Linked DNA regions of Mus musculus: region 2 is linked to region 1. Evidence: chromatin contacts called from public Hi-C data. All regions are on one chromosome and are shown on one strand. Each heading gives the region's core, a stretch centred on a gene start, on an enhancer-like site or on the middle of the called end of the contact. The rest is flanking DNA. Distances are from core to core; before and after follow the strand shown.

What was found. A called contact is a pair of places that touch in the nucleus more often than the background predicts.
Region 2: a contact with region 1 is called in a Hi-C map of the N1E-115 cell line, with 1.9 times the contacts expected there. The contact joins two enhancer-like sites. A contact is called at or near these places in 2 of 484 Hi-C or Micro-C datasets (the N1E-115 cell line and nephron progenitors) and 1 of 115 datasets of contacts at active chromatin or transcription factors (extraembryonic endoderm stem cells).

Annotation. Positions count from the first base shown.
Region 1 is chr6:93,002,746-93,010,200 of GRCm38.p6, forward strand. All of the region lies in intron 1 of 9530026P05Rik (RIKEN cDNA 9530026P05 gene), which reads left to right. Among named protein-coding and RNA genes, the nearest start is that of Adamts9, 63 kb to the left of the region's middle. Within about 2 kb of position 2,061, at least 20 of the 459 cell types and tissues checked have an H3K27ac peak or open chromatin away from gene starts, as enhancers often do. A contact at or near this core is called in the N1E-115 cell line, where this site is marked.
Region 2 is chr6:93,405,467-93,412,783 of GRCm38.p6, forward strand. No RefSeq gene overlaps it. Among named protein-coding and RNA genes, the nearest start is that of Gm25094, 74 kb to the left of the region's middle. Within about 2 kb of position 5,440, at least 5 of the 459 cell types and tissues checked have an H3K27ac peak or open chromatin away from gene starts, as enhancers often do. A contact at or near this core is called in the N1E-115 cell line, where this site is marked.

The sequences.
Region 1 (7,455 bases), core at 811-3,310:
CCAAATCTGAGAAGCTCTGAGCTGTCGTGGTCTTGTTGTGCTAACAAAATCAGTTTGTGATGGTTTACCTGTGAAATGTCCTCCACAGGTTCAATGTGTAAACACTTGATCCTCAGATGATTATTTTAATTGGGGGAGGTTGTTAACCTTTAGGAAGTGGAATCTAGTTAGAGGAAATGGGCCATTAGGAGGTCAGAAGGATGCACCTTAAGGCTAAAACCTGACCTTACTTCCTGCCTAAGCCTTTTCAGTTACTTTGTGACATATGTCTACTGCCATGAGTAGGAGCTCATCTAACCAACATGCCTTCCTTGCCACAATGGGCTATTCTCTCTGTAAGTTTGTAAACACCTGGTATCAATTCAACACAGGGGGAGTTTTCCCACTAGATTTAGTGTCTACAAACCTAAGAGATCCCTTCCTTATGTGTACTTGTATTACAGTATCAGTAAAGGCCTAGTACGAAGAAATTATCATATTTCATTTTGGTCAAGACAATGGTATCTTTGGCCTGGGTGGAGACCTAAGAATCCAGTTAGGGTGGATAATCAGTTAGCTAGGGGACCACCCCTCAACAAGGCAGATCCACCTTAAGTCATGCTTAAGAGATAGGAGGAACAATTACCTGTTTTATGAGATAATGTACTTTCTTGCCCCCCTGCCCAGTGCAGTCAGTACAGTAACCATGAGATTGTAACTTTCTAACCCTGAGTCTTAACCTTCCCACCTCTTCTCTTTTGTCTTTTGGATGCTGGCCAGAGTCTAAGTATGATTTTTCTGGCTCTTTCTCTATCCTCCCACCCCCAGCTTTATTACCAGTCATCTGCTTGTCCACCACATGGCTAACCACAGACCTAATTTAAATGGCATGGCTTTCTCTTGTCCTCTGTTCAATCTTATCTCCTTGGGCAGCTGCCTACATTTATAGCTTGTCTGCTTTGAGATTTTTCTTTAGAATTAGAATAAAATCCCCCCCAGCTGCCTTTCAAATCTGCCTTAAATTCTTTTATCAATGAGACTAAGAATTCTACGATGGGGACGCCAGTGCCCTTGGTAGCAAGGGCATTAGTATCTGATAAGGCCTCATCCTTTGTTGAGTAGTTAGCCAGTTAACCAATGTCAAAGGTCATTTGGAAGCCTGGCCAGGATCCCTGGAGAATTTAAGAACCATTCTGGCAACATTAGATAGAGTCTTCTGGCAAGATAGTTTCTAATGGGATTAGGAAGATAGCTTAATCGGTAAAGCGCTCGCTTTATGAGCATAAAGACTCCAGTTCAAGTTCAGGAAGCAGTGGAAAGTCTAGCAGAGCCACACTCATTTGTGATCGCAGTGGTGGAGAGGTAGAGACACAAGGATTCCCAGAGTTCACTGGGTTTCCAGCCTCCCTACATTGTGAGTTCCAGGCCAGCGAGAGAGAGCATCTCAAGACACAAGCTGGATAGCACCTGAGCAACAATATCTGAATCTGACTGTTAGCTTTGACATGTGCACACACCCATACACACACACAGGAACACCACACACATGGACGACACACACACACACACACACACACACACACACACACACACACACAATTGCAAATGGTCCTTCCATCCTTATGGTAGACTCCCAAAAGCCCTGAGAGATGGAAACTCATATTCTTTTATCCTAGAAGTGGCGTGTGAAGTTCTTCAGTGCTGAAAAGAACTGAGGTAGTAATAACCCAGTCTGTGCCAGTGTGGCCCTCCTCCAGCCTCCCAGAGACTAGTTGTACTACTAGAGGAAAAGCAAGTAGAAAGGAAATGAGAGCCACTCCTTCCACCGGGATTTGAAAAGCACTTCTTTTCGCCCTTTTGGACTCTAAACTTTTGGACACCAAGATTGCTCTTAATCTAAAGAAAACAGCAAAAGGATTGCAAGGCCTGAATACCTATTAATCAGAGAAGAAAAAAAAATTCCCAGCTCCATACATACATTATCAGGGAGGAGTTACACCATCCATTATTCTGATGGGTCCTAGAGGGAGGTTAAGGATGAGATCAGCCCCAAACACAGGCAGAGTTTGTTGGCAAGTGCCACAGTGGGGGTGTGTGTTGCGATCTTTTTTTAGCCTCACTAAGGATAAGAGCATATGTGATGAAGCAGCTATCTGTCTAAAAGTGTAACCCCAAACAGAACCTTACAAACGGGACAGAAGGAAGAAAACCAGGAGTGGAGAGAAGAGACAATGAAAGATGAGTGTTGTGTTTGCCCCTCTGTCTGGGAAATCTGCCATCTCACTCCATTTCATATGCTGACGGCCTTGGGAGTCATGCCCAATCTTCTGACCCATATTAGGCAGTAAAACACACACACACACACACACACACACACACACACACACACACACACACACCCATTTGTCTGCTTACCTTGATAAGAGGTAAATTTTGTGTTTATTTCCAGATAACTAGAGAAAGCATTGCTTGAAAATGAGCTGAAACTGTGGTTTGCCTGGAAGTGTTTATAAAAAGGAGAGATGGGCTGACAGGAGTCCACTGGTTTGTAATCTTGTTTCTCCTTCAGTGTTTAGATTTGTTTTTTCTGCAACCTGCCCAACAGTTTTGCGTGGCTTTGGATTTGAGTCCATGTCTTTTGTATTTATTGTTTTCGAATCACTGGCCTCCATAAGTCTTCCTGTTACAATAGATTTCCAGTAAATGGCAAAGGCCCTTGAATCTGTCTTCAGTCTTAGGTCAGATTGGCCAAAAGCCTCACATGGGTGGGCATCCACAGAAGGCCTTGACTGTCATGTTTATTTGCTTACTTTGGAGGTAGGAGACTGCCCTTTGTCCCAAAGAGTGGATACAGACATTTATGATGATGAGCAGTTGAAAGCCAGTGTGAGCTAAGTGGCTGGGCTTGGCTGGAACCAAACCCCAGTCAAGGTCAGAGTGGAATGCTGTTATTGCCGCATTAGCATTATCATCATCAATACGATTCTCCAAATTATTTTTTAATGGGGCCAATTTACCTCCAAGTCTGTAACCAAGGCGCAGATCACTTGTCTCCTCTTCAGCAGCCATTAGACATCAGTAAGGCGGAGTCTGGCCCTTTTAGCTCTAAATCTGATCTTGAGCTTTCCCAACAGTTACTTTATCCCCTCTCACCTCCCTTCCTCCATGCTGGAAATTGCCCATTAAACTCTGATTCAGAGTGCAAAGCTTCAATTGCTTCTAAGGCGCATGTTGCTCATAGCGCTCCTTTACATGAGCGAAGGATTTCAAAGCTGTTCGCAGTGTTGTTGCTTATACAAGTGGTTCTAGCACACCTAGATAAAACATCAAATTCGAGATGCTGTGTTGGGGATAGGGGCATGGATTAGCAGGTGAGAGAGTGCCTGGGTTAGAAACCCCAGCATCCACATAAACTGAAATTGGATGTGCACGCCTGTTATTCTGGTAATGCTCCCTGGCCCACCAGCCTAGCACAAAGGCAAGCTTCCGACTGATTTTATGAGAGTCTTGTAACAGGCTAGAGAGCAACAGGGAAGACACTGGATGCTCTATCCTCTGCATCACACTCACAGAAGAACACATCTCAACACACACACACACACACACACACACACACACACACACACACACAAAACTCGTATACAAGAGTACCTTAAAACAGATCTGGAAAATCTTCATACTTGCACAGCAAACCCTCAAGGAGCCATCTCCTCAGCAAACAGAGACTTCTAAAGTACCATCCAATACCGCAGAGCTCTAGAAGTCAAAAATCTGGGCGGCCTTAATGAGCTTCTTTTCTTAGGGCTTTACAGGACTGAAGCAAGGTTTCAGCTTGCCTGGATATTCTGGAAAAGTCCGCTTTAAGTTGACTCTGGTTGCTGACACATTTCTGTTCCTTGCAAGTCTGGAATAGAGCTTATTTTACTTTGCTGGATTTTTTTCTGATATGTTTTTAATGCTTTCCCTCACAAAGATACCTTGGTCTTTATCTATTTCTTGCTAGAAAAGACTGTTGCGAATGAGTTCAAGGCGCTTTCCCACTTTCACTTCTATTAGACTCAGTGTATCTGGTTTTATGTTGAGGTCCTTGATCCACATGGACTTGAGCTTTGTACAAGGTAACAAATAAGAGCCTATTTACATTCTTCTACATACAGAGAGCCAGTTAGACCAGCACCTTATATTGAAGATGCCTTCTTTTATCCGTTGTATATTTTTGGTGTCTTAGTCAAAGATCAGGGTGTGGTTTCATTTCTGGGTCTTTAATTCTATTCCATTGATCAACATGCCTGTCTCTGTACCAATACCATGCAGTTTTTAATCACTATTGCTCTGTAGTACAGCTTGAGGTCAGGGATGGTGATTTCCCCAGCTCTTCTTTTATTATTAAGAATTGTTTTCACTATTCTGGTGGGGTTTTTTTGTTTGTTTTTTGTTTTTGTTTTTGTTTTTTTGCATTTCCAGATGAATTTGAGAATTGCTCTTTCCATGTCTTTGAAGAATTGTGTATGGATTTTCACAGAGATTGCATTGAATCTGTAGATTGCCTTTGGTAGGATGGCCATTTTTACTGGGTTAATTCTGCCAATCCATGAGCATGAGAGATCTCTCCATTTTCTGAGATTTTCTTCAATTTCTTTTTTGAGAGACTTGAAGTTATTGTCATACAGGTCTTTCACTTGTTTGGTTAGAGTTACCCCAATATATTTTATATTATTTGTGGCCATTGTGAAGGGAGTTGTTTCCTAAACTTCTTTTTCAGTCTGTTTATCCTTTGTATAAAGGAAAGCTACTGATTTATTTGAGTTAATTTTATATCCAGCCACTTTGCTGAAGTTGTTTCTCAGCTGGAGAAGTTCTCTGCTAGAATGTTTGGGGTCACTTATGTTTCCTATCATGTCATCTGGAAATAGTGATGCCATTGTATTTCTTCTTTACCAGTTTGTATCCCCTTGATCTCTTTTTGTTGTCTTATTGTTCTAGCTAACACTCATTGGCACAGGGGGAGATCTCTTAAACGGAACTCCAATGGCTCATGCTCTAAGATCAAGAATTGATAAATGGGACCTCGTGAAACTGGAAAGCTTCTGTAAGGCAAAGGACATAGTCGATAAGACAAATCAGCAACCTACAGATTGTGAAAAAAATCTTCACTAACCCCATATTCAAGAGAAGGCTAATATCCAAAATATATAAAGAACTCAAGAAGTTTATCACCAAAATCCAAACAACCCAATCAAAAAATGGGACATAGAACTAAACCAAGAATTCACAACTGAGGAATCTAGAATGGCCGAAAGCACCTAAAGAAATGTTCAAAATCCTTAGTGATCAGCAAAATACAAATCAAAATGACCCTGAGATTCCACCTTATACCACTCTGGAAATCAATCTGAAGGTTCCTCAAAAAATTGGAAATAGATCTATCTATCTGAAAAGCTATTTATACCACTCTTGGGAATATACCCACAAGATGCCCCACCATGCCACAGGGTCATGTGTTCCACTATGTTCATAGTGGCCTTATTTGTTATAGCCAGAATCTGGAAACAACCTAGATGTCTCATTACAGAAGAATAGATACAGAAAATGTGGTTCATTTACACAATGAAATACTACTCAGCTATTAAGAATGAAGACATCCTGAGTTTTGCAGGCAAATGGATGGAACTAGAAAATGTCATCCTGAGTGAGGTAACTCAGACCCAAAAGGACATGCATTGTATGTACTCACTAATTGGTGGATATTAGCCAAACAAACAAACAAACAAACGCAAGTACAGAATACCCAAGATACAGTCCACAGAACTAAAAAAGGTCAACAAACTGAAGTGCCCAAGTGAGGATACCTCAGTCCCACTTGGGAGAGAGAAGAAAGCAATCACAAGTTGGGAGGGAGGAAAGAATCTAGAAGGGAAAGTGGAGGGGGGCAGTAGTGGGGGGAGGGGAACCTGATCTGGTATTGGGTGAGGGAAAAGGACTGAAGCCGAGGCCCAGCAGAAAGAATGGAAACAGGCCACCTTGGGAAATAGGAGGTTGGGGGGGGGGCTCTAGAATGCACCAGAGACCTGGGAGGTGAGAGACTCTCAGGACTGAAAGGGAGGGACCTTAGATGAAATGCCAGACAGTAGGGAGAGGAAACTTATGGAGCCCATCTCCATCCAACAGGAAGACAGGACATCAAGTGAGGGATGAGGTTGCCATCCCACAGTCACAACTCTGACCCATAATTGTTCCTTTATGAAAGAATTACAGAGATAGAAATGGAGAAGAGCCTGAGGAAAAGAAGGTCTAGTGACAGGCCCAAAGTAGGGTCCAGCTCAAGGGGAGGTCTCAAGGCTTGACACTATTACTGAGGCTATGGTGTACTCACAAAAGGGGACCTATCATGACTGCCCTTTGAAAGACCCAACAAGCAGCTGAAAGAGGCAGATGCAGATATTTGCACCCAACCAATAGACAGAAGCAGTTGACCCCTGTTGTTGGATTAGGGAAGGCTGAAAGAAGCTGAGGAGAAGGGCAATCCTTTAGGAAGACCAGCAGTCTCAATTACGCTGGATCCCCGAGATCTCTCAAACATTGGACCACCAAACAGACAACACACACCAGCTGATATGAGGCCCCCAACACACATACAGTAGATGACTTCTGGGTCTGTGTTCATTCAGAGATGATGCACCTAACCCTCAAGAGACTGGAGGCCCCAGGGAGTTTAGAGGTCAGGTGGGGTGAGGGATGTAGGACATCCACGTGGAGACAGGGGGTGGGGAGGAGGTGTGGAATATGGAACAATCGGAGGATGGATGGGGGCGAGGGGGGAATAAAATATGGAGTATAAAAAAATAAATTATTTTTAAAAAAGAAAAGACTGCTGCTTATGTGCTTTCCAAGTGACTCCCTGCAATCTCACTCCAAAGTCAGCATTGGAACATCCCCTTTGCACTGAATCTTCTTGTACCTTTGTGGTGTCACAGGGGTCTGTCTCATTCTCTGGTATGAGGCTGGTCTCAATGGTAGCATCCTCCTACCTCAGCCTCGAAGCTGGGCCCACCAACATGTGGCCTCCACCTCACACTGTAGTCTCTCAGATTTCCTCATCCCGTGCCATCTCCAGGATACACTCTGCTTTCTCCCCAGTGCTGGTGGCTGAGCTGGGCCTCCAGAGAGTCTGCTGTAAAGTCTACTCATTAGTGACCTTAATTTCACCTACAAAGTCTGATTTACCACAGATCCATTGATGTAACACTGAAAGGCACAGCCCAAGGGGCCATCTTAAGAGTTTGTTTCTAGTACCCTGTTGCTCAGCTTCAAGGGAAACAATGGTTCAATGATCAGTTGGCTTGAGCAGCTCCTGTGTTTGCAGAAGACGGGAAGGGCAGAGACAAGATTTAAGCCGCCGATATGTGGACAGGACTCTTCCCATAGCCATGTGTGCTTTCTGGGCAGGCAGGCAAGCCAGCCGACCACACACATCGT
Region 2 (7,317 bases), core at 4,190-6,689, 410 kb after region 1:
TATTAAATGCTTTCCAAAAGGTTAATCAGCTCCAACAGGGGATAATGCCACTGTGCTAGCCTCAAAGCTCTGATTCCCAAATGGAGGTTGGCTAGAGGAACCACAAAGTCTGTCATTTAGCAGAACACAAGCACACTCACTTCTGGCCCCAGGTCAAAGGCAGGGCAGGGCAGCTTCCACTGTAGCTGAAGGTTAGGGGAAAACTGGTGGGTGTTATAAATGTGGAGAAGCAAGCTTACAGGGTTGATATCCTTGGTGTTTCTATATGAGATGCCTTTCCTCGTATTTGTATGTTAAATGTTTGGGTGAAGTTATACCCAAGCACACAATGGCCACATAAACCTTTATTTTCTATCTCCTAAAATAAGGAGAAAATCTTCTCTCTTGCGCTGTTTGCCACACCTTTCCTGGGGATCTCTCTGAAGTCTATCCCCCGGAATATCTCATTTGCAGAGAGACTTGTCTCAAAGTGTTCACATGAGGGAACTGCCTGACACTCCTTTTCTCACAGTGATCATTTCCAACAGTTTTTCTCATTGGTGTGTGCGTGTGTGTCACCTACTTTTTCCACAGTAGGATATAACTCAAGAGAACTGAGACCTTGTCTACTATAAGGGATAAGAGGAGCATTAGTCATAGAAAATCCAAACTAACATTGATGTCAACAGATTAAGGGCCTGTTTCACTCTCATATAGAAGTGATCCAGGGATAAATGGTCCTGGGCTGATAGGATGGCTCCCAGATTGCCAAGATGCTGTACCTCTATCTAATGTGTCTGCCATCCTCGAGGCTTTTACCTCTGGATGTAGTCAGAATTTCTCTTTTCAAACTAGCAGGAAACAAACTGATGTGAAAACAAGCAAGGGCCCTACCCTTTAAATACTTCAGCTTATATCTCACTGGCCTAAACTTGCCATGCTTGTCTGCTTCGAGGAAAGGCTGATAATGCATTATTTTTCATAGACCTAACCAACAACCAAGAGTTTCACTGTTAAAGACAAGGAAATCGATATCAGAGTGTAATTAGTCTCAGAAGTATCTGTCATATCTGCTTCTCACTACCTAGTCAAGGCTTGGCACATAATAAGCCTCACAAATATCTGATAAATGAAAATGAATGAAGGCATGGCCTTTCTTGTCTTAAGTTTTGAAAGCCTTCTCAGTCCCTACTAAACAAAGACAGGCTTTCTTAGCCTGGATGGCACAGCTGCTCATGACTTAGATCTCTGCTTTGTTCCATTCTCCTTCTCTTGCATCTTCCTCTTCTGGCTCCAGATATGCAAATGTCCTTCAGGTTCTTGAATGTTCCTGGACCTCCCTGCAGTCCTCTCCATGTCAGTATGAGGGCCATCTCCTTTGATGGAGATGGTCTTCCCTGTACTGTTCCTGGAGGCATTTGTTCCTCATAATTACTCTGGACTATTCTGTGGGAAAGAAATAAAATATTGATATGATTTATGGCACTATACTTCAGGGACTATCTCTCTTACTACAACTACCATATTCAAATCAAGTAGGTAGTAATTGTGCATACTAACAACAGAAGTGAAAAGGAGCCTCGATAAACTACCTGTAAGTCACTAAGAAAGGACATGGTAAGTCAACGATCAACAATTAAATGACCCTCTGTTTATCCCTCTAGAATGCTGAGTCTCTAACTGCTTCCTATGAAGGATGTCAAATGTCTCTAAGCATGCTGGTGAAGCTGTTCCCATATTCTTCCTCTGTCATTGCCTTCCTGCCTAGATTAATTTCACTCACTGGCTGTTCATGAAGGAATAGTGACTGAGGGAAGGTTTCTAAGTGTGCTTGCTTAAATTCATTTATGTCAGATGAGCAAACAATAGCTGTCCATGAAGGTGGTCAAAAGGATAAAGTGCTGAACCAAGACTGGTGTAGAGCATGAAAATCTTTAGAGAGACGTTTTGTCAGAATTTTGCATGAAAGAAAAGAGAGTTTGTTGATATCTGTAACATTACACAGACTTCACTATGTGTAGCTGTCTGGATTTGTTGAGGTGCCTGGTTCTGTCTTTCTTGGATGATGGGATTCTCTTCAGGGTTCATGATCAATCTCAGAAACCAAGGTCATCAACATACTTATTGCATATGTCCACTTATTTATTGCATATGTAAAGCAGGACTGTCCAAACATACTGAACGAAATCCATTCCATACTGTCTATAACAACCACGTCATGAGTCTCTTCAAGTAGCTCATTTTAAAAGTCTTTTAAATGTTTGAGTTTTAGGTGAAGATCATAACTAACTGGTAGACGCTTTTAATTTCTTACTTTTACATATCTACTTGTCTTATAATGAGAATTGTGCCATTAAATTCACACCATGCTCCAAATACTCACTGAGAACTCACAGAGAACCCCAGAGCTATAACTCGTTATACTTTCCTCTAGATAGCTCATTAAGTTGTTGTCAGAAATAAGAAAGTCCACTGTGTGAACCCCCTACATCAACCACACAATTAGGGAGGATCGTTCATCCTCCTTGAAGTAAACTGTCTTCAGATAATCCCCTCCCAGGATGGTACCCACCCTTGTCCCGTGTGCCATTGCTTTCATCAGAAGGAGGCCATTTCTGGCTCTTAGTAAAGCTGTGTAACACTCTTTAACAAAACAATTGCAACAAAAACCAAATAAACAAAAACAGCATTAGTCTCCTTCTGTGCACTGGAATGTTCTGATTGTAGTGTCTTGAGACCCCAGAAGAGAAGTGTAGGCTTTGAATGCTGAGTGGTCATGTGAAGAGACAAGGGAGGATGGGAATCAGTCAGCCATTGGATGTTCTATCTATCCCAACTGAGTTCCAGGCTATGAAGCAAGCCATCTTGGCTACTCCTCTAACTCCAATCTAGCCTTCCCACCTGTCCCCTTTAGATTCTCTTCCCCACCAGTCCACACAGAGCAGAGCTCTTGCACACATCCAGATCCACACATGCCAAGCTTTGGCTGATTTTCAGAACTGTGAGCAACTAAATGATTGTGATAACTTTAAGCTACTACATTGTGAGCTGGTTGAGTTCTTAGCCATAGATAGAAGTAAACTGTGAGGAAACGGAAGCACAGAAATTTCGTAAGGAAGCCAGGATTTGAAGGTAGGCAGCCCAGCATCAGACGCCACACCTTTAATCACTATTCCGAATTTCCTGTCTGGATATAAACAAGGAGCAATGCAGAATGAAAAGCCTACCAAAAGCCACGTTCTAAGAGGTGGGTACAAATAAAGAAAGGGAGAAGAGAATAAACAAAACGAAGGCCAAGGCTGAGAAGCTGAGGTCATGAAATCAAGAAAGCATATAGGAAACGACATAATTGTCAACCTTTACTTTTGCCCTGTAATTGCTACCTGGGACAGTAGGACATACCTCTACTTATACCTATGAAAATAGGTCTGTATGCTGCTCCTCAGGCAAGGCAGAAGCTTAGTCTGAACTCTGAGTCACATGTTTTAAATCACAACTGACTCGTTTCAGCTCCACTGTGGTTTTGAACACACTGTTTGGCTACTCTGGGCCTCAGTCCATCTACTAGAATCCAGGAAGAACACACATCTTGTTGCTGAGTGGCCCATGGGCACAGTTTTCATCTACCTCATATTCTAATAGATGAATAACTCGGATAATACACTCTTTTCTTTTGAGATAGGGCCTCATGCAGCCCTGACTAACTCTTTATGCACCTGAATCTGACCTTGAACGTCTGATCTTGCAATCTCTGTGTTATGCAGTGCTGGGGACTGACCCCAGGCTTTATACCAATAAAGACATGGGAGGAGTAAACTGAGGTTAAAAAACCCTTCTACCCTGATATAGCTGTCTCTTGTGAGACTACACCAGGGCCTAGCAAAAACAGAAGTGGATGCTCACAGTCAGCTATTGGATGGATCACAGGGCCCCCAATGGAGAAGCTAGAAAAAGTACCCAAGGAGCTAAGGGGATCTGCAACCCTATAGGTGGAACAACATTATGAACTAACCAGTACGCTGCAGCTCTTGACTCTAGCTGCATATGTATCAAAAGATGGCCTAGTCGGCCATCAATGGAAAGAGAGGCCCATTGGACTTGCAAACTTTATATGCCCCAGTACAGGGGAACGCCAGGGCCAAAAAGTGGGAGTGGGTGGGTAGGGGAGTGGTGGGGAGGGTATGGGGGACTTTTGGGATAGCATTGGAAATGTAAATGAGGAGAATACCTAATAATATATATATATATATATATATATATATATATATATATATATATATATATATAAACCTTCTAACTCAGTGAGGTAACTTTAATTTCTTAGCTAAATTCAATGTATCTATGTACAAGCCTCATCCTACAATACAGTGCTAGCTCTTTAGAAATCTCTTTCTATCTGTGTCATTCTTTGGAGCTAATCTGCCTTTCTCTTGCACACCTCCAGACCCAAGAGGGCTCCTTAGCTCTCTTTCCTGTTTTACCTGTGTCCTGCCAGCCACTTTCTCTATCAAAGGCCCAACTCCTTATAAAAGAAATCTCTAGTTCTTCCCCTACACCCTTGGCAGGCTAATCCATATCACAGCATTGGTGGGGAGCTTGAAGCCAAGTCAGTAGGGGCTGAACCATTTCACCTTTACAGTGGGGCAGCTCAAGGCCATCCAGCTGACTTTGCCTTGGGTCACAGAGCAAAGACCACAAGACCTATCCCAAGCAATTTGCCTTAAAATAGGCAGGAACCTTCCATTCTTTTGCATTCTTATCTGCAGAGGCTTTAAGAAGCATATCCAAACTGCGTCTCTTCAGGACACACCTAATTGTATCAGACAAATGCATTATCTATTTAAGCTGTTATATTTTGCTAGCAGTTAGGTCTTCCATGTATAATAAACAGATATCCTGTAACATGCATGCCACTCAAAAATTCTACCAACTGAGCTACCTCCCCAGGCCCCAAAGTTTCTTGGTTAAATCTCAGTGAATAGAAGTTAGTATCTTGGGAAAAATCCCTCCCAGCATCCTGTGTTTGGTCTGGTTCCATGTCTTTCCCAGTCTCTCTCTAAATCATCCTGCCATTCCGGCCACCACATGTCTGTCCTTCCTCCCACAGGGCTGCAGCCTCCTCAGATTCACACTGCTCAGCTGTCATACTAGTTTGGCCAACAAGTTCAGGAAACTGTCTTCGGCCCCTAACCGACTGCTGTATCTGAACCCTCCCCTGGCCATTTTCCAACCCAGGAAACGCATTTTATGCCCCTTGCCATGAGAAACAGTAAATAAATCACCTCTTGATCAAGGCAAAAGCACTCTCAAAAGGCCTTTTCCTTTTCTTTCTTCTCTGTCATCAATCTTTGTAGCCATCCAGATTATTTTTTTTCTAATGACATCTAAGCTCTCCACTCCCATGGGTGTTGATACAATCTGCATGCTGTGCCTTGTTACACATCCCAGTCTTCCCTCTCTTCCCATTAATTCAAACTCCTGAGCCCATAGACTGGGATACCAGCAAGCCAACAGCTTGATGGCTGCCAGACGCTCCTCCAGGCACTCATTACTTCAACTGAGTCTGGGGTAAGGAGCCCACCCCCACCTGCAGATGCATACCCTTCTCCTTGCCTTTTACTTTCCAGACTATGTACCTGCTCCTTGCAGTAGCCGTGATGGATTAGCTTTTACCTTAATTTATTCCAGCACACACACAGAAAGCTCAAAGATCCAAATGCCCTTGATTAATGGACCACTCCGTTCTACCAGAGCCTTCATTTTTCACTCCTCATCAGTCTTACGAAGACTGCTCCATGATGTGCATATATCAGCAGCTTCCTGGACCACCAGAGGGTGCTGCCCTTTCCCAGGATTCCCAGGGACTCAACTTGGAGCTTTGCTATTTCAGCCAGGGTGTCTTCAAAATAATGCTTCACTTGAAGTTCTGACACATTGTGAATTTTTACTTCCCTTTGAAGGTGTCATGAGAAACTTGACTTTTAGAACATCTGCTGAGAAAATCTAGTCCAAGAGTAGTGCCTCTACTCCTTGCAAAGAGAAATGTTTTTTAGAGTATAAATAATCAGTGGCTTCCATCAAGAACTACTAGTAGCATTTCTGGAAAGTCTCCATATATACAGGAAGGGCATTTTCTTCAGAAAGAGGGGGGGTGTGAAGTCCATTGACATTTCCTCACGCTCTGAAAACCCAGGAAACATCACATGAAAGTACAATTCAAGACTCTCCTCAAAATCCATTTTCCTTAAATACACGAGAAAGACATGCCCCACACACAGAGAGAGAGAGAGAGAGAGAGAGAGAGAGAGAGAGAGAGAGAGAGAGGGAGAGAGAGAGGGAGAGAGAGAGGGAGAGGGAGAGGGAGAGGGAGAGGGAGAGGGAGAGGGAGAGGGAGAGGGAGAGGGAGAGGGAGAGGGAGAGGGAGAGGGAGAGGGAGACACAGAGAAGTCAGAGACAGAGAAAGACAGAGAGAGACAGAGAATTCCACATCTGCTATGAGAGTATAATAGGGAGACTTAATCAATGAAAGTATCTGCAAAAATATGAAAATGATATTTTTATCTCAAAGTCATTTTTCCATCCATTATCACAACATTCATAAGAATTACAAATTAGGGCTAGTAGCCGTGGGCAGGACATTCCTTGTTTCCTGACTGCAGGAGTTGGTATAAAATAAGATCTCTTCTTTCTTTGGCTCTAAAAGAAGATTGCACAGAAGGTGAAGAGAGCAAAGAGGGACAGCCAAGTGGGCTGCTAACCTACTGGTACAGGGAACAAGCACCCATGTGACACCATGTCAGCCACTCAGGAGTGAAAATCTTCATCAGGAAGCAGAATTATGAGAACACCTGAGTCTGCTTCTCTCTTTTTATCCTCCCCTGCCATACTCCACCAGATACATTTTTCTGCCTTGGGGGCCATTATTCATATTAATACTTTATTTTAATATTTAATTTGATTTTATATATAGGAGTGTTTTGCCTGTATGTATGTCTTTGCAGTACATATGTGCCCATAGAAATGTATTAATACAGTGTGGTCTATTCAAAGCAGTGTATAGTAAGGGACAGGAAGTCTTCTTATCCATATTTCTAAGTATAAACTGACAAACTATGAATGAAGTTATTTGCATAAAGTGGATACAAAACACATTCCCTTATCTGAGTGAACAGATCAAAAGGAGGCCAATATAACCAATTAGAAACACTGTGAAGCTAACCAATATACAAATTGATTCCCCAAAGAAAAACAGCCATTTTCACCAATTTGTAGGCTGAATTTACAATTAAGCTAAATCTAAATGATAAAAGAGAAATCATGGCAGAAGAGAAAATAGGA